4 separate regions of the Sus scrofa genome follow, and regions 1, 2 and 3 are each linked to region 4. Evidence: chromatin contacts called from public Hi-C, HiChIP or PLAC-seq and promoter capture Hi-C data. All regions are on one chromosome and are shown on one strand. The core of a region is the stretch at or near the end of the contact, and the rest is flanking DNA. Distances in the headings are between cores, read along the strand shown.

What was found. Promoter capture Hi-C pulls out the DNA fragments that hold promoters and counts their contacts. A called contact is a pair of places that touch in the nucleus more often than the background predicts. HiChIP or PLAC-seq counts read pairs in DNA pulled down with a chosen protein or histone mark.
Region 1: a contact with region 4 is called in a Hi-C map of skeletal muscle, with 2.6 times the contacts expected there. The contact joins the promoter of UBXN7 here to the promoter of WDR53 in region 4. A contact is called at or near these places in 1 of 5 promoter capture datasets (liver), 5 of 47 Hi-C or Micro-C datasets (heart right ventricle, liver and skeletal muscle) and 1 of 2 datasets of contacts at active chromatin or transcription factors (alveolar macrophages).
Region 2: a contact with region 4 is called in an H3K27ac HiChIP or PLAC-seq map of alveolar macrophages. The contact joins the promoter of PAK2 here to the promoter of WDR53 in region 4. A contact is called at or near these places in 2 of 5 promoter capture datasets (fetal liver and liver), 1 of 47 Hi-C or Micro-C datasets (liver) and 2 of 2 datasets of contacts at active chromatin or transcription factors (alveolar macrophages and skeletal muscle).
Region 3: a contact with region 4 is called in a promoter capture Hi-C map of liver, with 4 times the contacts expected there. The contact joins the promoter of TCTEX1D2 here to the promoter of WDR53 in region 4. A contact is called at or near these places in 1 of 5 promoter capture datasets (liver) and 1 of 2 datasets of contacts at active chromatin or transcription factors (alveolar macrophages).

The regions. Positions count from the first base shown.
Region 1 is chr13:133,687,624-133,694,519 of Sscrofa11.1, forward strand. UBXN7 (UBX domain-containing protein 7) reads left to right here and starts at 2,160. Exons shown (of 11, transcript XM_021070161.1): 1 at 2,160-2,315. The coding sequence starts at 2,243. It also overlaps the pseudogene LOC100620593.
Region 2 is chr13:133,379,557-133,385,866 of Sscrofa11.1, forward strand. It overlaps PAK2 (serine/threonine-protein kinase PAK 2), which reads right to left and starts at 3,950. Exons shown (of 16, transcript XR_002337855.1): 1 at 3,608-3,950.
Region 3 is chr13:133,771,241-133,777,585 of Sscrofa11.1, forward strand. It overlaps TCTEX1D2 (tctex1 domain-containing protein 2), which reads left to right and starts at 3,308. Exons shown (of 5, transcript XM_021070165.1): 1 at 3,308-3,627. The coding sequence starts at 3,503.
Region 4 is chr13:133,558,194-133,564,851 of Sscrofa11.1, forward strand. WDR53 (WD repeat-containing protein 53) reads left to right here and starts at 2,639. Exons shown (of 3, transcript XM_021070146.1): 1 at 2,639-2,837. It overlaps FBXO45 (F-box/SPRY domain-containing protein 1), which reads right to left and starts at 2,494. Exons shown (of 3, transcript XM_021070155.1): 1 at 2,056-2,494. The coding sequence starts at 2,370.

The DNA.
Region 1 (6,896 bases), core at 910-3,409, 130 kb after region 4:
TCTTGATGCAAGATAGAAACATGATACTTTAAATTACTTTTCAACTTCCTACAAACCATTTTAAAGTAAAAAAAACCTCTTTGGTACTAAGGGTTCTGATGTTCAAATTCTAAAAGCAATCCTTCATCTCAACCAAACTTGGTATTCCACCCTTTAAAATTTTTAAATGATATTTACATAATAAATATAATTTTAATCACTAAGCTCCTCCTCATCACTGAAGTACATGCTTTTCTTTATCCTTGGACGTCTTGAATCATCTGACGTTGAGGGACACCCCCCCACCCCCCCGAACTGGGTTTCTGCCTTTTTTTTCTTTTTTTGGCCTTCTTCAGTTTTGGCTTGCTGGAAAGCTATGGCCTAGCTGAGGCTGTCCAGAGTGGGATCTTCCCCTTCATCATCACTTTCTTCTGCTTCTTCAGTTTCTTCTTCTGGTTCAGGAATTTTCTGTCTTTTTCTTTTTCTTCTTTGCAGGTTCACGTTCTCCAAGTATATTTTTAGGAAGGCATAACTTAAGTGTTCACTTTCCCCACATTCATAACACTTGGATTTATCAAAGAAGTTTTGTCTTTGGATGAACTCAGCTGCTCTTCCACTGTCAATAGCAATGCTTGCTTTTATTACTCTACCAAATAATTGTTTTGTTGTTTATCGCCCTGGTACAATTTTGTGCAGAGTCTTTATCCAAAAATAAAATAAATGCAACCCCTTTACTCTTCCCGGTATCTTTACCTTTCATTATAGTAACCTTTACAACTTTGTCATACCTGGAAGATATCCAATATAAGTCATTGTTTGTCAGGGAAAAGGGCAAGTTGGATATATACACTGTGCTTTTACTTGGGGCTAATTCACCACTTATTTCTTCAGGTGGGGTGGACCGGGAGACCCAAAAAGAGTGAGCCCTGGGCTCTCGTGGGGCTCAAGCCTGTTCCTCACCCCTTGCAGCTGCCTTGGCATCACCTTGGCATCATGGGTCCTGGGAGGGGTCAGGTACTGGAGATAAGAAAGTAGCAGCAGCAGTCCAACTTGGTTATTATTATTATTATTATTTTGCTTTGTAGGGCCGCACCTACAGCATATGGAGGTTCCCAGGCTAGGGGTGGAATTAGAGTTACAGCTGCTGGCCTACAGCACAGACACAGCAACACAGGATCTGAGCAGCAACCTCGTGGTTCCTAGTTGGATTCGTTTCCACTGTGCCACAAAGGGAACTCCAACGACTTGGTTATTTTTTAAAAATTCACCCCAAAAACGCATTTACAGACTCTTAGAAGGGTCAATTCTCCAGATGACTTGTTCCACCTTTTATTGGGCTATTTCTCTATGTAGAGGCAATAAATGTGCATGGGAGGCTAGAATTGAAATTGAGTTTCTTTAACTTTATTCTTTTAAGCCACACTGGTGGCCTAAGGAAAATCCTGCCCGACAGGAGCCACAGCAGTGACAACACCAGATCCTTAACCCACTGTGCCACCAGGGAACTCCTCTTTAACTTTATTCTTAAGGTGGAGGATGACCAGATGCGAATATACTTTTTTTTTTTTTTTTTTTTTTTTTTTTTTTTAGGGGATACGGCATATGGAAGTTCCCAGGCTAGGGGTCTAATTGCAGCTACAGCTGCCGGCTTACACCACAGCAACGCCAGATCCGAGCCGAGTCTGTGACCTACAGTACAGCTCTAGGCAACGCTGGATCCTTAACCCACTGAGCAAGGCCATGGATCGAACCCTCAACCTCATGGTTCCTATTTGGATTCGTTTCCGCTGAGCCACGAGGGAACTCCGGATCTGTACTTTGATGGGAGTTGCAGGAAACCTAACAGAGGGCTATGGAGTTGCAAAAAAACAAAAATAAACTTTCATCCTCAGGTCTATCAATAAAGCTTGTGAAACTGAAACGTGAAGAGCCTATTACCTACCAAGCCCGAAGCTTACTTAGGAAACCCGTAACGGATATCGTGTCTATCAGACTGGCCTTGGAGCTTTAAGAGGAAGGCACCAGAAGTTGTAAAGAAGGATGCGGCGGCAGGCAGCAATCGAACAGCCAACCCGGAGAGCGGACAGCGCTCCGGGACCCATCTGGAAGTGCGCCTGCGCTGACTGTCCAGGGAGGGGGGCGGGGCGTGAGGGGCGGAGCTTGGGGGCGGTCAATGAGTCTGCGCAAACCGTGCGGCGAGGTGGGGGAGGGCGTTCCGTGTGTGTCTGTGTTGTTGTTCGGCGGCAGCGGCGGCGGCGGTAAGATGGCTGCCCACGGGGGCTCCGCGGCGTCGTCGGCGCTGAAGGGGTTAATTCAGCAGTTTACCGCCATCACCGGTAAGAGACGCGGTTACCGGAAGGTGGAGAGTGGGGCCTGGTGCGGGCGGCCGGTCTGACCCGGTCTTCCCTTTACCTTCAAGCATTCCTCCCTAGGGCTTTACCCTCAGCTCCCGTCCTCCCTCCTGAGGAAGAGGCGACGACGGCGTCGGGTCTCTGGGTTCAGGCGGGAGACCGCCTCCCCTCCCCCGCGCACCCCATGCGCTGGTTCTCGGTGTTCTCGCAGCGTAGAGGGAGACTTCCCCACCCCCTTTCAGCCCAGACCCAAGGCATGGGCCGGGCCCATCCGCCCCCGCTGGCCCGAGGACCTGGGGGCGGGAGAGGTGGGGGGCCGCACCCGGGCCACCGCCCTCCTCCTTCATCATCTCCTCTTCTCTGTGCAGCCCTGGGGTGCAGCACATGCCCTTACCTCCTTTTTCCTTTCTTCCCCAGCCAGGTCATTCTCCCCCAGTCCCTGGCCTGCCCTTCCCCTTTCTGGGCCCCTCGAAGCCATCGCTGTGGCCGTGGCTTGTTCGGGCCCTCCCGCCTTAACGGCGAGGCTGGTGCGTTAGCAGCGCCTTTACTGATCTCGGAGGATAGGCCGCCAGAAAGGGGTGGGGGGTTGCTGAGGAGTACCCTCCAGACTGAGGTTTGAAGAGAGGAATTGAGGGGGACCCCCCCCCCACCTGAATAGGAAAGGCCTGGAGGAACCCTTGGTGGCGTTTCCCACCTCCCCATAATAAAATCATAAAGACTAAGACGATGGCGCCGGAGCCTCCAGTTGATAAAATAGGAATGACGGCGGAAACTTCTTTGAGAGAAAATCAGTTTCTGGATGTCAGTGTCCCCCAAACCCCTGGTTTTTCTTTTCCTTTGGACCCCCGCGAAGGCACACGCAGATCCTCTTACTGCCTGGAGGAAAGGCCCCAAGCCATTCTGTGAATTCTCTGTGTCTTCTCTCTGATGGTGCTGAACTTTTTTTGCATGAGTTATTAGAGGGCGGAGCAAATGATGAAGTTCTCTGTGGAGTGATTTGAGAAAAGAGTACTCCATGTGCCTGAGTGTAATTTTGCCGTTCAAGCTTGTCATTTTAGGAGGTCAGTGTTAGTTCCCTCTCTTTAGCAGACCTATACTTTTTCTGGTAGTTTGTTAGATGCGGAGAACATTTTTTACTTTTCATGTATCTAGAGTTTGACGTGCAAAAATTGGTTAAATGAAATTTTATATTTTAACCATTGCTGGTTTGCGAGTTGCCATTTTATAAAGCTAGTTTTATTTTTTACTTGGTAACGGTAACTAGATATTTGATGCATTATTTAGCTCTTGGGCATGAAACATCATGTCAAAGTTGATAAAATTTGTGATAAAATTTGTAATAAAATTGGGATGAGGAATAAAATGGTAACTTCTAAAATATTTAAAAATTGTGATTGGACTGTTATATTAGAAATATAATGCATTGCCCAGTGTGTAAGCAGGTCATTATTATTGTGAAAATTAGGAAATTATTGTGTATATATGTTATTACTATATATATTTATAAAGCAGATATAGAAGTGATTATTATCTTTTTTTAGATTTTCTAGAGGTAGTTTAAGATGCTGCATATTAAAAATTTTTTTGTAATGCTAACATTAGGAACTCAGATTGTTTCAGCCTGTTATTTCTTAAATGAAACATTTTTGGTAGGTATAGACAAAACCTAAAATGTGGCAAGATGAAGTGACTCACTGAATTGCTTTAAATGTTTGTCTCTGCCAGTCTTCATGGCTTGTTTTCTGGTCCCAGACCCTTCTATACCTGAATCAAGTTGGAGTCCCTCAGTAGACAGTGGTATCTGGAAGTCTACAAAAGGGAAAACACTTTAGATTGTTCTTAATATGGATTTTCTTTCCTTCTTTCCTCACACTCTCCCTCCTTCCTTTCATCTTTGTTTCACCACCCCAGTGGCATGCACATGTTCCTGGGCCAGGGTTCGAATCTGTGCCACAGTGTTGCTGCAGTGACTACCCTGAATCCTTAACCTCTTGTACCACAAGGGAACTCCAATATGGATTTTAAATAATAATTTTTTTAAACAATAGTAATTAACTCTTGGAAACACGTGATTGATTCCTTCAGTTCTTTTCACATATCTTAAAAAAATTTGGAGGGATCTGTGCACATGAATTTTATTTTTTATTTATTTATTTTTTTCTTTGAACTACTGCAACCTGTGGCCTATGAGGTTCCTGGACCAACTGGTCCAGTTGGAGCTGTAGCTGCAGGCCTGTACCACAGCCATAGCAATGCTGGATCTGAGCCACATCTGTGACCTGTGCTGCAGCTTGTGGCAACACTGGATCCTTAGCCCACTGAGTGACGCCAGGGATTGAACCCACATCCTCACAGACACTATGTCAGATTCTTAACCCTCTGAGCCACAACAGGATCTCCACATATTTACATTAAATTGTAGTATTTATGACAAAAAGGTATTTGGTATTTATTCATTGCTAGATGAATGAAACTGACTTTTAAGAGTTTCAGAAAGGTTTTGCTTACTTGGAAGCTCAATATTCTGTTAAGAGCAATGCATTTTCAAAAATGTAAGTCTTATCTTTTCTGTGACATTTAGAAGTAGAAGAGAAAATGAAAGAATTTTCTCACTAAATAGAACAACTCTCTCTGAGTATATATGAGTATGAAGTAATGACTGGCTTTAAAAATATTAAAAAGATAACAACATGAAATAATTTTTTTAAATTAAAAATTAAAAAAAATTTTTTTTTCTGTGCCTGAAGCATGAGGAAGTTCGCAGGCCAGGGACTGAACCCTCACCATAGAAGTGATCCTCACCACATCAGTGGATCCTTAACCTACTAGGCCACCAGGGAGCTCCAACATGAAATAACTTTGAAAAAAGGAAACACTAATCCATTCTCATAATAGCAGTATTATTTATTTCACATATTATCTTCTAGTTCTTATTTACATACTTACTTTTATTTCTTGAATTATTTTAAAATTATTTTTACATTTCGAATCATACATAATTTAGAATTCTGAAATTTTCATTTAACATTATTACATCATAAACATTTTTCCCATGATTAAACGCGTTGATAAGCAAATAGCCAAGGGAAATTAAGGTTTTTTTGTTTGTTTGTTTGTTTGTTTGTTTTTGTTTTTTTTTTTTTGCTATTTCTTGGGCCGCTCCCGCGGCATATGGAGGTTCCCAGGCTAGGGGTCAAATCGATGCTGTAGCCACCGGCCTACGCCAGAGCCACAGCAACTCGGGATCTGAGCCGCGTCTGCAACGTACACCACAGCTCACGGCAACGCTGGATCGTTAACCCACTGAGCAAGGGCAGGGACCGAACCCACAACCTCATGGTTCCTAGTCGGATTCGTTAACCACTGCGCCACGACGGGAACTCCTGTTTTTTTTTTTTTTAATGATGGTCTTAGAGGTGATCAAACTGAGAAGCTATGTACTTTCACCACTGATGCCATTAACATTATTTGGGAGTTCCTGTCGTGGCGCAGTGGTTAACGAATCCGACTAGGAACCATGAGGTTGCGGGTTCGGTCCCTGGCCTTGCTCAGTGGGTTAACGATCCGGCGTTGCCGTGAGCTGTGGTGTAGGTTGCAGACGCGGCTCGGATCCCGCGTTGCTGTGGCCCTGGCGTAGGCCAGTAGCTACAGCTCCGATTCGACCCCTAGCCTGGGAACCTCCATATGCCGTGGGAGCGGCCCAAAGAAATAGCAAAAAGACAAAAAAAAACCCCATTATTTGAAGCACATAGAAAACCGGTCCTGTTACTTTATAGTCTGCCACATTTTACCATATTACTTAGTTTGCTCTCCCATGATGTTCTCATACATGGCTTTGAATGACTGCTGACTACTTTCAGAAGTCATATCAGTTCTCAGAACATGAGAATGTGCTGCTGGATCAGAGTGTAATTCCAAAAGAATGTTTTTTTTTAAATGTTTTGAACCATGGCAGTATCCCGTTAACACCTACTTGAGTTGACATCCAGCTACTCGTACAAAATAGATATAATGAGAATAATTCATGACATAAGAGATACATAGATGCTATAGAATAGGTAAAAATAAACACACAATCAGAATGTAGGGCCAAAATGTGGGAGAATAGAAAGCAGAGGCTGAGAAGAGTACGAGAGGTTGCTAGCATAGCATTCCGTAAAGCTTTATGCATAGTAGATGAAATTATGGAACCACTTTAGTTTAATCTTTCTTTAAAATTGTTGAATGAATGCATGTTAAAGAAATTAGAAACTCTAGTGTGTGTGGTGTTTGGTTTTGTGGCCAATTTCCATTCATATTTTTTCTACAATACAATTTTCTTGGGCTAGTATTAAAATGTGTTTAAGTTCTGTGTCAGGAAAGATAGTTGCAAGTGGTCTAGATATTAAAAGAAAGCTCTTCTAGAATTGTTAGAACTATTTTAAAGGGTGATAATGAAGTTTGAGCAGAAATTTAGGGAGGTAATAAATTTTTTTATTTGTGAATAGATTCTTACTAATAAATTCGGTTTTATTAATAGACTTCCATGTATCAGGCATGGTTGAGATCCTGGGGATACTTCCATGA
Region 2 (6,310 bases), core at 2,700-5,199, 180 kb before region 4:
ATTTTGTAAAAAGCATATATTGACTATTTTTAGAATTTAATTTAAAAATAAGGAAAACAACACTATTCTAGTCTGTGGTTATTTCTGGGGGCTGATTTTTGTATAGTAATTCTGTCCTATTTCTTTCTTTCTTTTTTTTTTTTTTTTTTGCTTTTTAGGGCCACACCTGTGGCATATGGAAGTTCCCAGGCTAGGGGTCGAACTGGAGCTATAGCTGCTGGCCTACACCACAGCCATGCCAGATCCCTGACCCACTGAGCGAGGCCAGTGATGGATGCCGCATCCTCATGGATCCTAGTCAGATTCATTACCGCAAAGCCACGATGGGAACTCCCTTATCCTATTTCTTAATAATTTTCACTATTTGCTAAATTTTCTATGAGAAAGACGTTTATTTTAAAATTTGAGAAACATGTATTCAAAAATCTGTATTTTGAAGTTCCCACAGTGATACAGTGGGTTAAGAACCTGATTGCAGCGGCTCGAGTCACTGCGGAGGCAAGGCTTCAATCCCCGGCCCCAGCACAGTGGGTTAAAGGATGCAGTGATCCCACAGCTGCAGCTTGGATTCAAGCCCTAGCCCAGGTACTTCTATAAGCCACAGATGTGACCATTTAAAAAAATAATAATAATCTGCATTTTATTTCAACAGTGAAACTTTTCTTTTTTTCCTGAAAAGTAATTTTTAATGTAAAAGTTATGGTCTCAGAAACTCGGCCCTGAGATTCCAACCACTTTCAGAAAGCAGTCTTTAAGTTTGGAAGTATGATATTTGCTGTAGAAGCAATTAAATATAAAACCTACTTTAGAATGGAATATTAACTAACATCTATTAAGCATTTAAGCATTGCATTTGCTAAGTACTTTCCCTGCATTATATCATTTGCTTTAAATAGCCCTATGGAGATGTATTATACTGTTATTAATCCTCACTTTACATATTAAAAAAACCCCACACATCTTAAAAAAGATGTGTGTATCTTGCCTGGGGTCAAGCAGAAGAGCCAGGATGGTCTCCAGCTCCTAAGCACTTGTGATACACGGAGCGGTAAGTACTAGTGTACCTTAGAGATAATAGGCTAGGCCTCTGAAATCTGGCCTGAATGTTCAGACCGACTATTCTTATTCAGGTTAGTGATCCTAAAATGAAGAAGCAGTGAGACTCAACTCCGTTCCCAGAAGAAAACAAAATTCTTTAAGGCAACAGGGGCTATTTTCTTCCACCTCTTTCTGTTTCTACCAAGGTACAAGAAGGTTATAAGGGTCAACCCAGATCTGCACCTTAACACCCCCTCTCCCCCCTGCCCCGTGGTCTGCAATTAGCCCTCTAACTGGAAGGCCTTTTGAAAACTGATCAGAACCCCAAATTCTTAAAGACTTGAACAAGGCACAGTTTCACGTTTTTAATCAAAACTAGACAATTCAGAAAGCCAAAAGAAATGTTACACTCAAATATTAGGTTAATCAATATTGACAGATTAAACATGGGGAGAATTTAATACCTACTTATTTTATCCCTAGCTGTCTGAACAAGGTCTCTCTTTTAAAATAATTGAAAGTTTATCCTTAGCCACTTGGACAAGTTCTAAGTTTTCTCTTTAAAAAAGTGTAATTGAGAAGACATATATATCACTGATGACCATGTCTACTGGAAATCTGCTTATCATAGAAATGAGAAAACCAAAGAAACCCCTATTCATTTGTTTTGTGGACAGACTCCTACCACAAACTTACTTTATGAATTTGGGTTTCCCAGGTTAGTACTTAATGTCACAAAGCCCCAAAGAATAACCCTCTCTTTGAATAATGGTAAAGTAAACTAGGAATCAAGGCCCCAACCTAAGGGGAGAACACCCAGAACTCTTCCCAAGTAAAAGTATCTGCTTACAGAAAGAACTGGCAGAGAGGCTGACTTCAATGGACCTTGTTTCACACGCCAGCACTTCCATACCTTAACCCCTTAGGCCAACAAGGCACGTCACTGAAGTAAGGACAACAGACACCACCAATTTGACAATAGTGAAGCTTAGGACTAAGTCGTTTAGGTAACAATAAACTAGTGAAAACACAAAATTCACTGAATTTAGGTCAACCTCCTTCACCAAAACCTGAAAGTGGGGTTTAATACCTCCATATATTACAGGTCAGAAACATCTTAAGGTGCATTTTTCATAACGTAAGTCAGTGTTTTGGGCTAATTAATAACCAGAAAGATTTTAAAGCTAAGGATGAAAGGAGTTGCCTTAAATCAATACCCTTAGCAGAAGAACATGAACAAAGCTTTTCATTCACATGCATATTTTTTAAATACACATATATAAAACATGTAGAAGTTATTATAAGTGTGTTTTATAAATGCCGCAGAGCTTCTGGCAAAGTTGACAAGTTCTAACCTGCTTTAAAAATTACTATTCACTGCCTTCATCACAATCTAACTTTATTTAATGTTATTCTTTTGAGTAACCCTACAAAAACAAACCCCCAGAGCAAATTCTTCTACATTTCAATATCCTGCCTACTTACAAGAGCGGAAGAGTCAAACAGAGGAGGGGAAAAAACGTGACGTGCACAACCTTGATCCAAAACACTGCTCGTCGTAGTCTAATTTTAGGCCTAACCATTTTGATTGTCTTTTAACAGAGCTTTAAAAAGAAAACAAAAAACTATAGATCACTTGTAAGACAAAACTGTGATAATTATACCAATGGGAGTTGGCATTATTCATCAAGGAGGAAAGAAATCACGCTCTCACTGTCCAGAGTGTTTCCATTAAAGATAAGAGACAAGGACGGGTACAACCCCACGACAACTGACAACAATGGCAATTGCTTTCCAATCTTCAGTTCTTGGATGACTCTATCTTTAAAGAATTAGTCAAAAAGTTGAGTCCGCTGAGGAATTTTCGGTACCGTTTTGCATGTGTGTGTTATTTTAAAGAAAGCCAAACATGGTGAAAGCTAACCTTCACCTAAGTTACCTAAGGAAGCAAATATTCATCTCCTGGCTGAAGATCAAAGAATCACGAGAAGATACGAAAGCTCAGTTATCAAGCGGAGGCCCTCAAACCCTCGGAAAACTATAGTTTCTACTGATCCGGAATATGGAAGATATCACAGATTACAGTTTAGAAACCAGTAAGGGGACTACAGACAATATGCCTAAGCAATGAAACTGGGATGACCAAAGGTAGCAAGGTGGGGCTGGAACTCGGTAAGAGACAAAAAATCGAGTTAAAAACCCCGAAACGGTGAGTCGAACACTAAAGTAAATGGAGAAAAAGAGAAGGCTGAAACGCGAGGGAAGGGAGATCGACAGAGAGCAGAGATTGGCGCGACACGGTTCAGGGCAGGGCCGGGTCCAGGAAGAGTCAGAACTCACCAGCCTAGCAAGCTTCCCATTTCAGGCTAAAACCGGAGAAGAAAACAGCCCGAGGGCGCAGACAATGAGCCACCGCCCCAAGAGTTGCCGCTCCAGGCACGCAGGTGGCGGCTTCCCGGCCCCGCGCGGGGCAGGTCAGCTGCCCCGGGCCGCTCGCGCCGGCCAGGCCGCGGAGAAGGAAGGAGGAAGGAGAGCGACGGCCCGCGTCCCGGCCTGTCTGCACACTTACCCCAGGCGAGGAAAGGTCCCCGCCCCAGCGAGGAGCCTCCGGCCGAGCTCCTGGCGGGATCAGGAGCCGCCCCGAGCAAGAGAGCGACGCGGGGCGGGGAGGGGAGGGAAGGGGAAGCGGGGCGGGAAGTGGAGCCGCGCTGGAGCGCCGCGGCTTCTACTGCTAGGCCGGGCGGCCGCCGAGCCCCGCGGGCGCCGGGAGGGGAGGGCAGGGAGCCTTCGGCAATGGCGACGGCCCAGGCCAGAGGGGAAGCGGAACAACCGCTGCCGCTGCGCGTGGCCACAACCCTGGGGGAGGGCGACGGCGGGGAGCGGGCAGGGGCGGGGCCGAAGGCGGGAGCTCCACCGGGCGGAGACAGGCACCGCCTCCCAGTGGGCAGGCAAACGCGGAGGCTGCTGGGAGTTGTAGTTTAGAGATGTGTGCCTCTTATCTCTCTTCTTTTCCTCCCTCCCTCCATCTCTAGTATTCTTTTTATTGACAGAGACAGCCAGTGCCTCGTGTAATTCAGCATTGTCTCCACTCAGGTCTGTGCCAACCAAAGACGCTGAAAGACAACTGTTATTATATGAACCTGCTCTAAGACATTTGTTTCTGGGAATTCATCCGTTACCCATTTTGCCCTTTACCTACAACTCTTATTAATGTATTTTGGTGCTAAATTAAGTCGCGCCTCCTTGCAAATTAATGCCTCTGTTTTATTCATGGAGGAGGAGGAGTTCATCAATGTGTTCACTAATTCTACAAATATTTTGGTGTCTAATTTGTACCAGACACTGCTGGGTATCAGGAATACAAGGGTGAACACAAGTCACTTTGTGTAACTTACAAATATGAAAACACAATAATTAAAATAGTGATACCTGGTATGAAGAAAAAACTAGGATGATTTCTTTGGATAAGTTGGCCAGAGAAGGCATCTTTAAGGAGGTGACATTTAAGCTGAGAACAGAAAGAGACAGCCATGAGAAACTCCCAGGAGAAAGCATTACAAGCAGAAGGAGGTGGGGGGGGACTTTCTAAGGTCAGTTAAGAGGGTCTGTGTAACTGGAGTTAGTGCAAGAAGAGTAGCGCAGTGTGAAAAAACACCTGAGGAGACAAGATTCAGGTCAGAGAGGATCCTGAATGACATGGTAAGAAGGCTGGATTTTATTCCAACAAGCTATTAAAGAGCTGTAAGCAGGGAAGGAAGGTTTCCTGGTTTATACTTTAAGGTCACTAGATTGCTACATGGAGAATGGACTCTGGGTTTTCAAGAATAGAAGGGAATGAAGAAAGGAGGCAGTAATCATGACTGTCATAAGAGATAGCAGTGAAAATGGAGAATGGGTATGTTCTTTTGATAGATGTGAAGCAAAAAACTCAACTGATGTGGAAAGTACGAGAGAAAAGATTCAAGGAGCAATATGGCACACTATTAGATAACTTGAAAAACAGCCCCCACTATTAAAAACACATTGCTGGATAAAAGAGAACATCCTTTCAAAGGCATAACTAAGCTTTTAAGAAAGAGAAGTACCTCTGACAGATTTCCAAACTCCCACTCAACCCAAAGGGAGAGCAAGAAATTGGAGGGGTAAGCATGTCAGTGAAGCCAAAGTTGTGTTGAAAGAAACTACTTATCTCAAATCTCCATGGTTTTACTGACTGCACAAGAGACAAGAGACCAAAGACAAGGCCTTGGCCCTGTTCAAGGAGTTGGGACTGCAATCCTGCACAAGGCTGGAAAACTCAAAGGGCTATATGCTCCAAGAATAGACTGGAAGGGAGTTCCCGTCGTGGCTCAGTGGTTGGCGAATCCGACTAGGAACCATGAGGTTGTGGGATCAATCCGTGGCCTTATTCAGTTGGTTAAGGATCTGGCGTTGCTGTGAGCTGTGGTGTAGGTTGCAGACGCGGCTCGGATCCCGTGTTGCTGTGGCTGTGGCATAGGCCAGCGGCTACAGCTCCAATTTGACCCCTAGCTGAGAACCTCCATATGCCGAGGGAACAGCCCTAGAAAAGTCAAAAAGACAATAAATAAAAATAAATAAATAAATAAGAATAGACTGGAAAAAAAAAAAAATCCCCTGTACCAGTCCAGGGAGACATGCAGATATCTGTGTGTTTTAGTCTGGACTTGGCATCAAAGGGAAAAAAAAAATTACCCTTTGGAATTCAAATTTGAAAGGTCAAATTTACAGTACCTACACTGTCTGGGAAACCTCAAGTCAAGAAAGTGTCCCAGGCTGGTAATGCTGAGAGGTCTGGAAGAAACAAATACAAATTCTCACTGCACAGGCTCATTCTTAATCCAGAACTGAAAGGATTCCCAGAGATAAACAGGCTATCAAGAGTTAGACATAAGGAGTTTCTGCTGTGGCACAGTGAGTTAAAGATCCACCATTGCTACAGCTATGGCATAGGTCACAACTGTGGCTCAGATTTGATCCCTGGCCCAGGAACTTCCGTAATCCATGGGTGTGGCCAAAAAAGAAAAAAAGAAAAAGTTAAACATGAACATCCAAAAAATAATGACAACACATCTGAGAAAATCAGCCATGAGTGAATCAAAAGAAACCATAAACAGAATAATGACACCCATGAACTTTAGATAGTTTATATTCCATAACCTATAATTCCAATGTTTCTTAAAATGATTAAGCAAAGTAAGACAGGAATAAGAAACAAGACATTTTCTTTTTTTTTTCTTTTTATTTATTTTTT
Region 3 (6,345 bases), core at 2,058-4,557, 210 kb after region 4:
TTAATAGATTTAAGGCGGAAAAATCCTAATGATTTTCTTCATAAATGCTGAAAAGGATTTGATAAAATCCAACATGCATTCTTAATAAAACTAAGAAAATGAAAAAATATGGGTCCTTCCTTATCATAATACAATATATCTCAAAAGTCAGCATTATGCTTTTTTTGGTGGGGGGGTGCTGCATATTCAGTGGCATATGGAGTTTCCCAGTCTGGGGTCAAACTGGAGCCGCAACTGCTGGCCTACGCCACAGCCACAGCAACCTGAGATCTGAGCCCTGTCTGCCATCTACACCAGAGGTCATGGCAATGCTGGATCTTTATCCCACCAAGTGAGGCCAGGGATCAAACCCACATCCTCATGGATACGAGTTGGGTTCCTAATCCATTGAGACACAATGGGAACTCCATGCATCATGTTTAATGGAGGAATACTGGCAGTAATCTCATTAAACTCACAAATAAGGTGACAACACTCACCATCATCATTATCACTTATTATTGTTCTTGAGATAATATCCCAAGCAAGTAATCAAAAGGAAATTACAGATATAAAATAAGAAAGAAGGCAAAGTTATCATTATATTTGGACAATGAGATTTCACATCTAGAGAACTGAAATAAATTATATTACAAACAATAAGAGAGTTCCATATAATGTCTGGGTACAAAATAAAAATTTGGAATCAAAATCTTCATATAAATAAACAAGAAGCAGTTAACAGATAAGGAGATGGGAAAGTCTCATTTACATTAGAAACCAAAAATCAAAATAACCTAGTTACAAACATAAAAAAATCATAAAATACTTATTGAAGAAACATTTAAAATATTACTGAAAGACAAAAAATAAACTTGAACAAATATAAAGGCATACCATTAACTTTGATAGGAAGACAATGTCATAAAATGTGAATGCTCTCAAGCTAATCTATAAATTTAACATGCTGAATAAAATCACCATTCAGATTTGGTGGAAGAGGATATGGAATTAGATAAGCTGGTTCTAAAGTTCACTTGAAAAATGAACAAAATAGGACAGCCAAGAAATTTCTGAAGAAGGTGGCAATGAGGTGGGACTAACTCTACTAGATATTAAATATGAACATAAAACTATAATAATTAAAACATTGTGGTACATTAAATGGACAGACAAATTTATGGGTCAGCCTAGGGAGCCCAGAGATAGAACTAAATATTTGTGAGAATTCAGAATATGCTAAGAGATGTGAGGAAAAAAAAGAAATGGATGAAATACCAGATCTCTCTCTCCATGGGAGCACAGAGGAAAAGGCCATGTGAGGTCACAGCCAGAAGGTAGCCATCTGCAGACCAATGAGAGAGGCCTCAGTAGAAACCAAAGTTGTTGACACCTTGATCTTGAATTTCCAGCCTCCAGTAAATAAATTTCTGTTGTTTAAACCACCCAGTCTGTGGTACTTTGTTATGGCAGCCCAAGCTGACTAATCCACCAGTGTGCAGTGCAGTTCAATAGGCAGTATATGCTGAATACCCACTGTGTACTTGGCACTGCCATGCATGCTGTGAATTCAAAAATGACTGAGACATGGTGCTTGCCCTTGGACCCTGCCCTGTCCTTGAAGATCTCATGGCCATTTAGGGAAAAACATCTACCAATAATTTGATTGTCATATGATAAGGGTATAAGGAGTGCTTGGAGGGACAAGGCACCACTAAGGAGAGGATCTGTGAGAGATGAAGGAAGGCTTCAGATGTATCTGAACTGATTCTTGAAATGGTTAGCCTAGCAGAGAAGGAAGGAAAGGCTGAGGGAAAAGAATACTCAAAAACATGGAGGGGACATTATACAACTATAAATGTAATAAATTCATTGAGTAATGAAAAAAAGAAAAAGAGCATGGAGGGAAGACACAGGATGGTGTGGGTGGAGGAGTACTGTGATGCCACAGCTCCTTAGATGTGGAACTGAGAACGCAGAGGACCTCCTTCTCTCCCACTTAGGGAGCTTTGGTCAAGAGGGATATTGGGAGAATTTCTTTTCTTAGTTTTTGAGGCTAGCAGGATCACACAGCTTTCTTTTTCTTTTTTTTTTTTTTCCCCACACAGCTTTCTAAAACAGAACCAGGGACTGGTGCTCACAAGCAGGAAATGCATCTTAAGTCTGCTCCTTTCTGACTTTTGCCCTGTATCAGGAGTGTACATGAGGCTGGGAGAACTACAGGTTGGCAGTTATGGATTAGAGCAGGACACTGCGAACTTTTTCTGTAAAGGGACAGATGATGTTTTAGACTTTGAAGGCCACATGGTCTCTTTTTACAACTGCTTGATTCTGCCAGTATAGCACAAAAACTCCACAATATATAAGTGAGCACGGTTGTGTTACAATAAGACTTTATGGAGACTGAAATTGAAGTTTCCTGTAATTTTCACTTATCATGAAATATTATTCTTTTGATTTTTTCCCAACCATTTAAACATATAAAACCTGTTCACAAGTTGCACAAAACAGGGTGAAGGCTGGATTTGGCCTGTGGGCCGGAGTTTGAAGACTTTTGATGAGGGTCAGGTCTCTATGTTACCTAAAGAAACTTGGGTCCCCTTGCTCAAAGCTCAGCAAAGCTAATCTAGTGATGCTGGGTTGTGGAGTAGAAACGCACAGTGTTATTTTAGTGCTTAAAAGACGCAAATTTTCCAACGGCTTTTAAGACGACATTAAGGGTGAGGGTCACAGGGCTCATGAACAGGTCGTCGACATTCTTCTGATTAGTTAGTGATGTGACAACAGAAGGAAGTTTCAGGAACCTCAATCGTCGAGAATCTCGGGCTCCAACTAGTCCGTGGTCTATGCGTTTGCGGTCATAAATTGTCATCTAGCGGGGTCTTGCGTGTCTGTAGAAACAACTTTAGAAAGTGCATCCGAATCCCTCAAGGAGAAAATAGGAATCCTGTATCTCTTTATAATTTCTTGCTTGACTGCTTTTTCTCCATGCCTGCTTTTCCATTTTTCTAATCATTAACTGTTGGGATCATTTCTTTGGGACTCAGTGAGACACAGGAGACTAAAGTTTTTTCACAAGAAATGCGAAACAGAGGATCTGTCACTGGAACCCCTCACAGGGTCCAGCTTACTTCACCTGCCGCTTACTAGTTGTGTAATCTCGAACCTCCTAGGGCCTCAGATTCTCTGTCACTTCCTAAGATTGCAGCGCGGTTAGTAAGAGCTGCCGTCTGCTGAAGTGCTTTGTAAAACCGAGAGAGACAAACCACTCTTTTCCGAAGTTAAGGTCACTCAACATGATCAGTTCCGGTCCAGCACCTGGTGCGCAGGCGCGGGGCGGAGGCTGGCGAGAGCCCGCTGAGAAGGGCGGGCCACACAGCGCCGAGCGCGGGGCCGCGTCACGTCAGGGCCAAAGGCGGCCTTGTCGCCCTGGCGACGGTGCCCTGGCGACGGTTTCCCAGCTCCGTACGGCCACCCGCTAAGCCCTCTTCGCGAGAAAGACGGAGGCGAAGAAGATTAAGCCATGTCGGTCTCCCAGTCCTTTTCTGTGGGCGCGTCCTTCTCTGCGGTCGATGGGCTGCCTGAGACTGAAAAGACCGCCGGGGAGTCGGAGAACACCTACATTCTGCGGCCCATTTTCCAGCAAAGGCGGGTAGCGAACGGGATGTTGCGGGGGCGACCCCTGAGACGTCTGCCTCCAACAGGCAGAGCTCGCCTGGTAGCCTGGGCCTTGGGAAGGGGGTGGGGCGGGGGCGGGGCGGGACTGGAGGGGGGCGGGGCTAGAGACGGAGCTTGGGGACAGGGAGAGAGGGGCGCTGTTCTCCTTGAGCTTCTAGCTACAGGGGGCAGCAGAGGATCAGACCTGCAGGTGCAGTGTTAGAGCGCCGGGACCGCCTTAGACTAGTGCGGTGGGTGTTGACTCTGGGAGATTCAGAAAGTGGGCACAAAGGAATCGAGATGGATGGAATAAAGAGAGGGGCAGAAAACAACATTCGGCCATGTTTTGAGGGTTGCTGTGTGCACACATATGCCAGAATGCGCTAACTTCTTTGCAGGGCAGGGGACCTGTCTTAGATAGTATCTAGAGGCCTTTGGCCTGCTACCCCAATACCTTCCCAGAATTAAGGCACAAAGTCTTGTGCAGAGGACAGTTAGTTAGGGCTCTAGGATCCGTCACTAACTTCATTTCCACAGATAAAAATGTAAATTAATAAAAAAAAAAGATTTTCCCAAGCCCCTCCTCTGTTATTTGAAACTACTTCCTGAGTCAAATGCCTGGCAAATACTGCAAGCCAAGAACTTTGGTTACAATGTGGTAAATGTAATAGCAGTTTTCTGGAGAGCAGAAGGGACATTTAAAAAAATGTTCAATTATCTTGGTAAAAGAGTCTAAATGCATAGAATGCCATTCACCTGTGTTTCTGTTGTAAAACAGAACGAGATTAACAACAAATATGTATTATGTAGGAATAGTCCTGTAAGATTATGTGTGACTTGTTTGAAGAAAACTTTTAACATTTTACTGAGAGTGGAAAAGGCTTAAGGGAAGAGCCAGATATAGGATGTTTGTTAATAGGAAGATCATATTTTGAACAGATCAAACCTAGAAATTTGTCCATGATTCTAAAGTTCACCTGTAAGAATGAGCTGGCAAGAGACTGAAGAGAATACTGTTAGAAAGTAATAAGGGGCCACTAGTACTACCAAATACTAAACCACATTATAAGCTCAACATTTAAAACATTTTGGTTGGAGTTCCCATTGTGGCTCAGTGGTTAACGAATCCGACTAGGAACCATAAGGTTGCGGGTTCAATCCCTGGCCTCGCTCAGTGGGTTAAGGATCCGGCATTGCCGTAAGCTGTGGTGTAGGTTGCAGATGCGGCTTGGATCCCGTGTTGCTGTGCCTCTGGCATAGGCCGGCGGGTACAGCTCCAATTCGACCCCTAGCCTGGGAAACTCCATATGCCACAGGAGCGGCCCAAGAAATGGCAAAACGACAAAAAAAAAAAAAAAAAAAAAAAAAAAAAATTCTGGTAATGATAGGCAAATCAACTGATAGGATATAAAATAACCCAGAAAAGATACATGGTGTTGTAATATGTAATAAATACAACTGAAATGCTAATACTATTGTTAGGGTGGTAAAATTAGGGGAGACTTTTTTTTTTCTCTGAATTCGTGTATTCAGTAGTTCATTTCTTCAAAAAAATTATTGTCCACTGTGTGCTGGGTGCTATTCTAGGAATGGGGATATAACAGTAAACCAGACAGATAAAAAGCCTTGCCTTGAGCTAGCTTGTGTTCTAGCTGGGTAGGACAATGAACAAGAATACGTAAGTGAACTGTATAGTATAGTAATAACTTCCAGAAAGGGAGATATAAAGTGATGTGGTAGGAGGGTGGAAGTTTTAGAGAGAGTGGCTAGGGAAAGTGCTCCCCCCCAACTTTTTCTTTTTTTTGGCTGGGTCCCTCACATGTGGAAGTTCCTGGGCCTGGGATCAAACCCACGCCACAGCTGCAACCAGAGCCATAGTGGTGGCAATGCTGGATCCTCAACTTGCTGAGCCACAAGGGAACTCCTGGGAAAGTGACTTTTGAATAAAGACTTTAAAGAAATGACGGAACTAGCTATGCATATAAAGAGCAGGATTGAACTTCAAGCAGAGGTTAACAGCAAGTGCAGAACAAAGAACATAGGGAAGGCCAGTGTAGCCTAAGTGGGGAGAAAGAGGGGCAAAGTAGTAGAAAACAAGGTCAGAGGGTTTGGTAGGATAGATCACATGGGACTTTGCAAATCACGGAATGTTGCTTTTACTTGAGTGAGGTGGGAAATATTTGGGGTATTTTGAACAGAGGAGTGTTATGATCTGACACATATTTTGATAGCACCAGTCTAGTTGCTGTACTGAAAATAGGATCTAGGAGCAAAGGCAGACACAGAGACTTGTTAGGAGGCCATCGTAATCCAGGCAGGAAGTAAAGGTGACTTGGAGGAAGGTGGAGGTAGTGGGGTGGTGAGAATGGTTGAATTTTAGATTACTTTGAGGGTGGAACTGCTAAGATTTGCTTATCAATGGGATGTGAGCTGTGTGAGAGAGAAAGGCAACCAAGCTGACACCAAGGTTTTTGGCTTGAACTGCAAGAATGGCGTTACCGCTGATTGAAATGAGGACCTAGAGAGGAGATGATCAGAAGCTCAGCACTGGATGTATTAAATCTGAGCTGCCTACTAGACATCTAGATGGGAATATGGGTGGGAATGTGAGCTCTGAAGTTCAGGGGAGCGGTCCAGACTGGAGAGACAAGTGTCGAATATGATTTGTTTTCTTGTTTTTATTTTATAATAAAAATATGAAAAAGAGGA
Region 4 (6,658 bases), core at 1,389-3,888:
ATCTTTAACCTATTGAGAGAGGCCACAGATCAGACTGGCATCCTCATGGATACTGGTCAGGTTCGTTTCCACTGAGCCACAACGGGAACTCCAGCATTCAAACTTTTTAAAATAAAAATATACGCTATACAAACCCTCAGCTTTCCACTGTCCTGCTTTTGTTCAAGGTATTTCCTCCTAGTAAAATATTCACATTCTCCCCATCTTAAAAATTCAGCTCAAATACAATCTCAATTTCAAACATTCTACAATTCTCCATCAACTTGTAAATCTCTTTCACTAAACTTGTACTGTGTGTACATATATATACATATCTAACAGAAACAACTTCTACCATTTCTAACTAATAACCACTAGTCATTTCTATATATTTTTTTCTCCTCTACTAGACTGAATACCTCCCTACTAGGCTATCTGACTCCTTCTGAATTAATCTTTTATCTTCAAGATACTCAGGAGATGTCCTGCAACATCTGAATGTACATGTGATAAGTACAAGTCTATAAAACCTAGAGTGCAGGTAGTACAAAGGCATACAAAGTATGAAAAACTTAAGAAACCTAAAATATCTCTGAAAGGATACAAAAGAAATAGGTAGCATAGGTTGCCTTCAACCTGAGTGGTGGGGGTAGAAGGACAAAAGGAAAATATTTTGCTTTACATCGCCTTGCTTCTTTTGGTTGACTCGCATGAACACATCATCTATTACAACTCATTATATGAATCTTGAATCATGTGACCATATCTACTGCAAATAATTTAAAATAAAACAATAAACTTTATGGAAAAATAAAAGTTAAATAAAACTTACGAAACCCACATGTTAATCGAGTACAGTAGGACAGAACTGTAATCTTCTGCACTCTACCATACGAATTATAACCAGTATCCACTGAGCATCTATCACGTATAAATACTGTCCTCATAAATAAACATGTTACTTCACTTACTAGAAAAGCAACTGACAGGTGACATATTTAACAGAAATATTTCTTATTAAGCTAAATCCTGTTTTATTACAGAAGAATAAATTTTACATCCATCTGACATGGAAAAAAACAATTTACTCCTTACTCTGGCCCCGCTGGCAGTCTAGCATTAAAAGGGGATGTCATCCCTTCTTAGTTGTTAATGTTATTTTTATGTTTACCACATTCTAGACTTTATCCTCTCTCACATATGCTTTTGGTGACTATTACTCTGTACAGCTGTTTCCATTCAACTGAACCCAAGTTTAAGGCCTTTCGTTCATATTGCTTGAAGAATCCTCTCAGTGCTACCATGGTCTGCTATCTGACATGTTTATTTGCAAATGAAGGCAAGACAACAAACAAGAATCTGGCAGGGAAAAAAAGGCAGCATATATGGAAGCAGTATGTTAGATGACAAACAGAACTTAAGAGACACTCTATCAAGGTGGAACTATAAAAAAGTTGGCAAGGAAGTAGCCAATAATAGTAGGACATGGCAGTATTATGACGGTTAAGTACAGCTGATGGGAGGATGTTCTATTAGTCTTGATCTTGAAAGTTAGCAGAATGCCGTGGGTCATACTCATTTATAAGCCTGTAAAAAAGTGGAGGGAATTGGAATACTCGGGCGAAAATAAAGAAAAGGTTATAAGTCAGAGCTTGGAAAAGGTGAGGTGAAAGCAAAGATCTCAGAAACCAAGCCAAGGTTAAGGCAGCTGAGGTAATCTAATAAAGGGCAGAGAGAAAAATAGGATGAGAGTATTGAAAGCTACAACAATGGGGTGATCTGTTTTTAAGGGGAAAGACTGTGGAAAGTAGAATGAGTGACGGAAAGCAGGGCTGGGAAACCATCTGGTCCTTTAAAAAGTGTATCACGGAAGTGAGGTGGGTTAAGGAGCAGAACTTCAATCCAAAGAGAAGAGGATCTTTATGGCAGGGGGAGGTGAGGTAAGATATTGACTGGAGCGGTGGAAAGGCGGGATGGTGAAGCGAGGCTTTTGACTCAGAAGCTTAGCTGAGAAGCTCTGAGAGTGGCGCGGAGGAGCGGGACTGGGGGCAGCGGCGTGGCGTGGGGCTCCCTCACCTTGGCCTTGTAGCTGGGCAGGTTGCAGAGAATGTCCGTGCGCAGAGCCTCCTCTGCCAGGCTGCGGGCACACAGGCTCCGCCACACCTCGCTGTTCTCATCGCCGTGCAGGCAGCGGTACCAGTGCTTGCACACCAGGGCGCAGCTCCGCAGCTCGGACAGCTCCAGGTAGGAGAACACCAACTCCAGCACCCGGCTGGGCAGCCGGCCCCCGGCCCCCGGGGCCCCGGAGCCCGAGCCTGCGCCCGCGCCGCCGCCGCCGCTACAGCCAGCGCCGCCCGAGGCTGCCCCAGCTCCCGGGCCCGGCGCCGCCATCGCCTCACCAGCTGGCCCGAGGGCCGCCGCCGCCGCCGCTGCTTACCCCCGTCCCTGCTCCGGAGGCCAAGCCTCGCCTTGAGACCGGAGCAGCTCGTTCACCGCCCCTTTCACAGCCTACCGCCCGGCCCCTCCACCACTCCCGCCCCTGCCCAGGGGCGTCCGCCGCGCGCCCCGCCTCACTGAGGGCAGACGCACCGGCCGCACTTGCGTCCCCCGCCCCTCCCTAGCGGCTCAGCGCGGGCGCCGGAACAGCCAGACTCGCCCGGCCTCCCCGCGACGCGCCGGTGGCTCCGCCATGCGGGTTGAGGGCAAGAAGCAAGGGCGCACGCCCAGCTTGCGCGCGATTCCTCTCGGCCCCGGATGTGACTGTTTGGCTGAGGCGCCCCCCGCCCGACGCTGGATGGGATTGGGCGCCCACCGGTGAGGTCATCATCAGGCGCCTAGGAGGGAAGCGGGAAGCTCAGGTATGAGGCTGGCGCTGGTGGGTTCAAGGCTATGTTCCAGTGCCTTTTCATCATTTTGGTCTAGTGGTGTCGCGTCGGCTTTCCTGGATCCCTTTTCCTGTAAGGTTCCCCCGAGTCAGTTGGGTCCCTGCCTTACTGGCCAACCTAACGCACGAAACTTCCCTCTCCTTATTAGCCATTCCCTATGGGTCCGCCACCTTAGGTTTGAGTTGGATCTTCTTTACCTTTGGCAGCTGAGGTCGTGTTTTCCTGGTCAAGCTATCTTGTTCTCTCTTGGTATTAGTACCAGTGATTATCACAACATGTGTCCTAGCGTATATACGGAAAATGAGGTCGCCACCTTTGAACGCCCCTCCCCCCGCCCCGCCAATGTTCGGATAACCTTAAAGTGCCGTTTAAGTGCTACATTCTTTTGGATAAAATGTGACTTTTTCCATTCTTTCCTACTAACCCACTGATTAGTAGGTGAATTAAGGCAGTGTGTTTTTAATTAAACATTCCATAGGGCGAATGACATGGAGGCTGTAATTCTAGAAGGCTTCTTGGGAGGGAAAGTATTTCAGCATTGTTTGGTCATACTACGTTTTCCTAAGTGACCAGAACGTTTTCTGACAGCCTTTAAAGGATGCTTGACAAGAGAAAATAATAATCATGCACTCTACTGGGGCCCTTTACCGGGGAGTTCCTAATAAACTCTCAAAAAAAACTCTGAGATAATTGTTATAATAATAGGGTTCACAGAGTCCCTTAGTAGACAGTTACACTGTCTTACATTTATGTAGTAAGGAATCTTTCCAAAAAACAACTCCCCCGCTGTTTGTAATCCATTTCTTGTTCTCCAATAAAAACAGTAGCACCTATCATCTCCACTCTCTGATAGGTGGTATTTGATTATTACTTGCCAGTTCCTTCCTCCCAGATGCTTCCCCCCAAGCTTAGTAATCTAGATTCTTTTTATTCTTACTAGGGCCAGTGCCACAGCCCTTCAGTCTTTTCGGGTGCTGTCTAGCATCCTCACATCAAGACTAACTTTGGAAAACTCAAACATGTGAAGAAAAGTTGACATATTTATTACTGTGATAGTGACTGTCTTTCATATTATTTAAATAGTAGTGTAATCTCAGGCTAGGGAGTTTTATTTATTCATTTTTCAGCTGTCAACTATCGGGCATCCAAAGAAGGCGGTCCAAGTTTTGTCTGGAAAGGCACCAAAGTTTCTTTTACTTCTTCAGAGATGAGTAAAGTCAGTTCCTCTGAGAAGGGGACAATGAACAGAGGGAATGAACAGCTTTAAAGGTACAGACACTTGAAAAAGACAAGTGGATGCTTGGAAGTAGGACAGGATGGAGTAGAGAGGATTCAGTTATTAAATGACCATGACCCCTCTCCCATGTCTGTACCCTTCTTCTGCTCTCTGGCTGTTTAGAGCTTTCATCTTTGCACTCCACTCTTCCTACAAATGTTCTTAAAGCACCCCAACTTCCCACCCACCCACCCGCCCCCACTCCATGATCTCATTAGGTGTTGGAAGGAAGGAATCTATTATCTAATTAAACTAATTCACATTGGGGTGAATTATTAATTACCATGCTTGACTCTTTAGGTATCACCTATGAGAAGAGAAGCTTGTTGATCTGACATACCTGAATGTGGGGATAGTGGCACTTAGCTATTTCCAGGTAGGCTTTCCAGTCCCAATAAAAGAAAAACAAGAAACAGTGGCTTGCCAACTCCTTTCTGAAAGATTGTTTTGATTTAACCCATATTTAGTTATTTTTTCCCCTCTGTCTTCTACCATAGCAGTCTGATTGTTTAACACTTTCTGATGGTGGTCTTTGAATGTATTTCAAATATTACAGTTGATTTTAATGTTGTAGACTAAATATAAGTGATTTGGGGCACTCTGGTTGAATTCTTGATCAATGGCAAAAGCCTCAAGAAGTTCCCACTGTGGCACAGTGGGTTAAGAATCTGACTGTGGTGGCTCAGAATCGCTTCAAAAGTGCAGTCTGTTAAAAGAATCTAGCATCGTTGTGTACATGTGAATATGTGGGTTTCTGGGGCTTTCCCAACCCTTTCCTAACATTCCTTCTAATAGGTGTCTGTTTTTATTTTTCTGACTAGCTAGGTGATCAGTGAATATTATCCGTGTGATGTAGAGATTAGAACTTTATTTTTTCACTCTGGTGCATAGACGTTAAGGAGAAGCTCACCTTGAACTTGTGAGACTGACAATCCAGAGTTACTACTGCTTCCATTATAGGAAAATTTACAGGAGCTGTGTTGTGTTGTCTATAAAAGTCTCTTTAAGTACAAAATTCATTTCTTGCCCACCTTCTCACACTTTTTTTTTTTGTCTTTTGTCTTTTTTGTTGTTGTTGTTGGTATTTCTTGGGCCGCTCCCGCGGCATATGGAGGTTCCCAGGCTAGGGGTCTAATTGAAGCTGTAGCCACCGGCCTACGCCAGAGCCACAGCAACGCGGGATCCGAGCCGCGTCTGCAACCTACACCACAGCTCACGGCAACGCCGGATCGTTAACCCACTGAGCAAGGGCAGGGACCGAACCCGCAACCTCATGGTTCCTAGTCGGATTCGTTAACCACTGTGCCACGACGGGAACTCCAGACTTTTGAGTGGAGTTTAACCAAATGTATCTTTGAAATTGAGTTAATCTTTTCTGGAAAGGAAAGAGAGAAGGAAGAAAACCTGCTAAAACTTTTGTCTGCCAGTCCACATTTATGGAGGTTCCCTGTGGGCAGTCCTGTGATAGAGAAATTGAAGTACTAGAAACCCTGCCTTATTCTTAGTGAAAATCTAATAGCCCAACAGGGATCCAAAACCTATATGGACACAAAATCTGAAAGCTGTAGAGGGCAGATTTTAAATTGGGCTGTGTTCTTTTTCCTTGACTTATCTGGAACATTTGGCAAACTTTTTGTTATAATAGAATATTATTCACGATTTCAGTATTTGTCAGCAAAAATTAAACCACCAGAGTTCCCTGTCTTTATCTCCCTCTGAGTCATTTCCTCTCCAAACCTCTCCTTTAAAACTTATTTGCTTCATTCTCTGTTAGTTTCTTCTGCTTACTAATTGAGTGCTTCCGCTGGAGTTCAAGAATGTATCTTTTTGTCTTTTTCTCTGTTTTGCTGTCTGTATGAAAATTACAACATCTGATTTTGTGATCATGTTTCTGTTACTTTGATTACTATTAGATTAGTGTTTTTTTTTGTTGTTTTTTTTTTTGCATTCTAGTAGGTGATTTTGTTTGTGTATGTGGCTAAAAGTGAGAGAAAATTAACTTTGTGTTAGGAGTAGAAACTTGAGGCAGGTTGCCAGATTATTTTAAATTATTTTTCAAATCAATATTCGGATAATTTATCTTTGTAAAGTGAACTAAATTCAGGTATTATATCTGACAATAATAAGGCAACTATGGCAGTTTCTGACTAGATAAATTCTTTGTCTTGTGAAATAAAAACTGGATTTGATCCCTGGCCTCACTCTGTGGGTCAAGGATCCAGCGTTGCCATGAGCTGTGGTGTAGGTTGAAGACGTGGCTCAAATCTGGCGTTGCTGTGGCTGTGCTATAGGCCGACAGCTATAGCTCCTATTAGACTGCTAGCCTGGGAACTTACATACACCCTAGGTGTGGTCTTAAAAAGAAAAAACACATTGCTGGGGGCCAACCCCAGAGTTTCTGACTTAGTGAGTCTTGAGTGGGATCCAACAATTTATATTTCTAACAAGTTCCTAGGTGATGCTAATGCTGCTGGTCTAGAGACCATACCTTAAGGACTCTTGGTGTAGTATATATGAT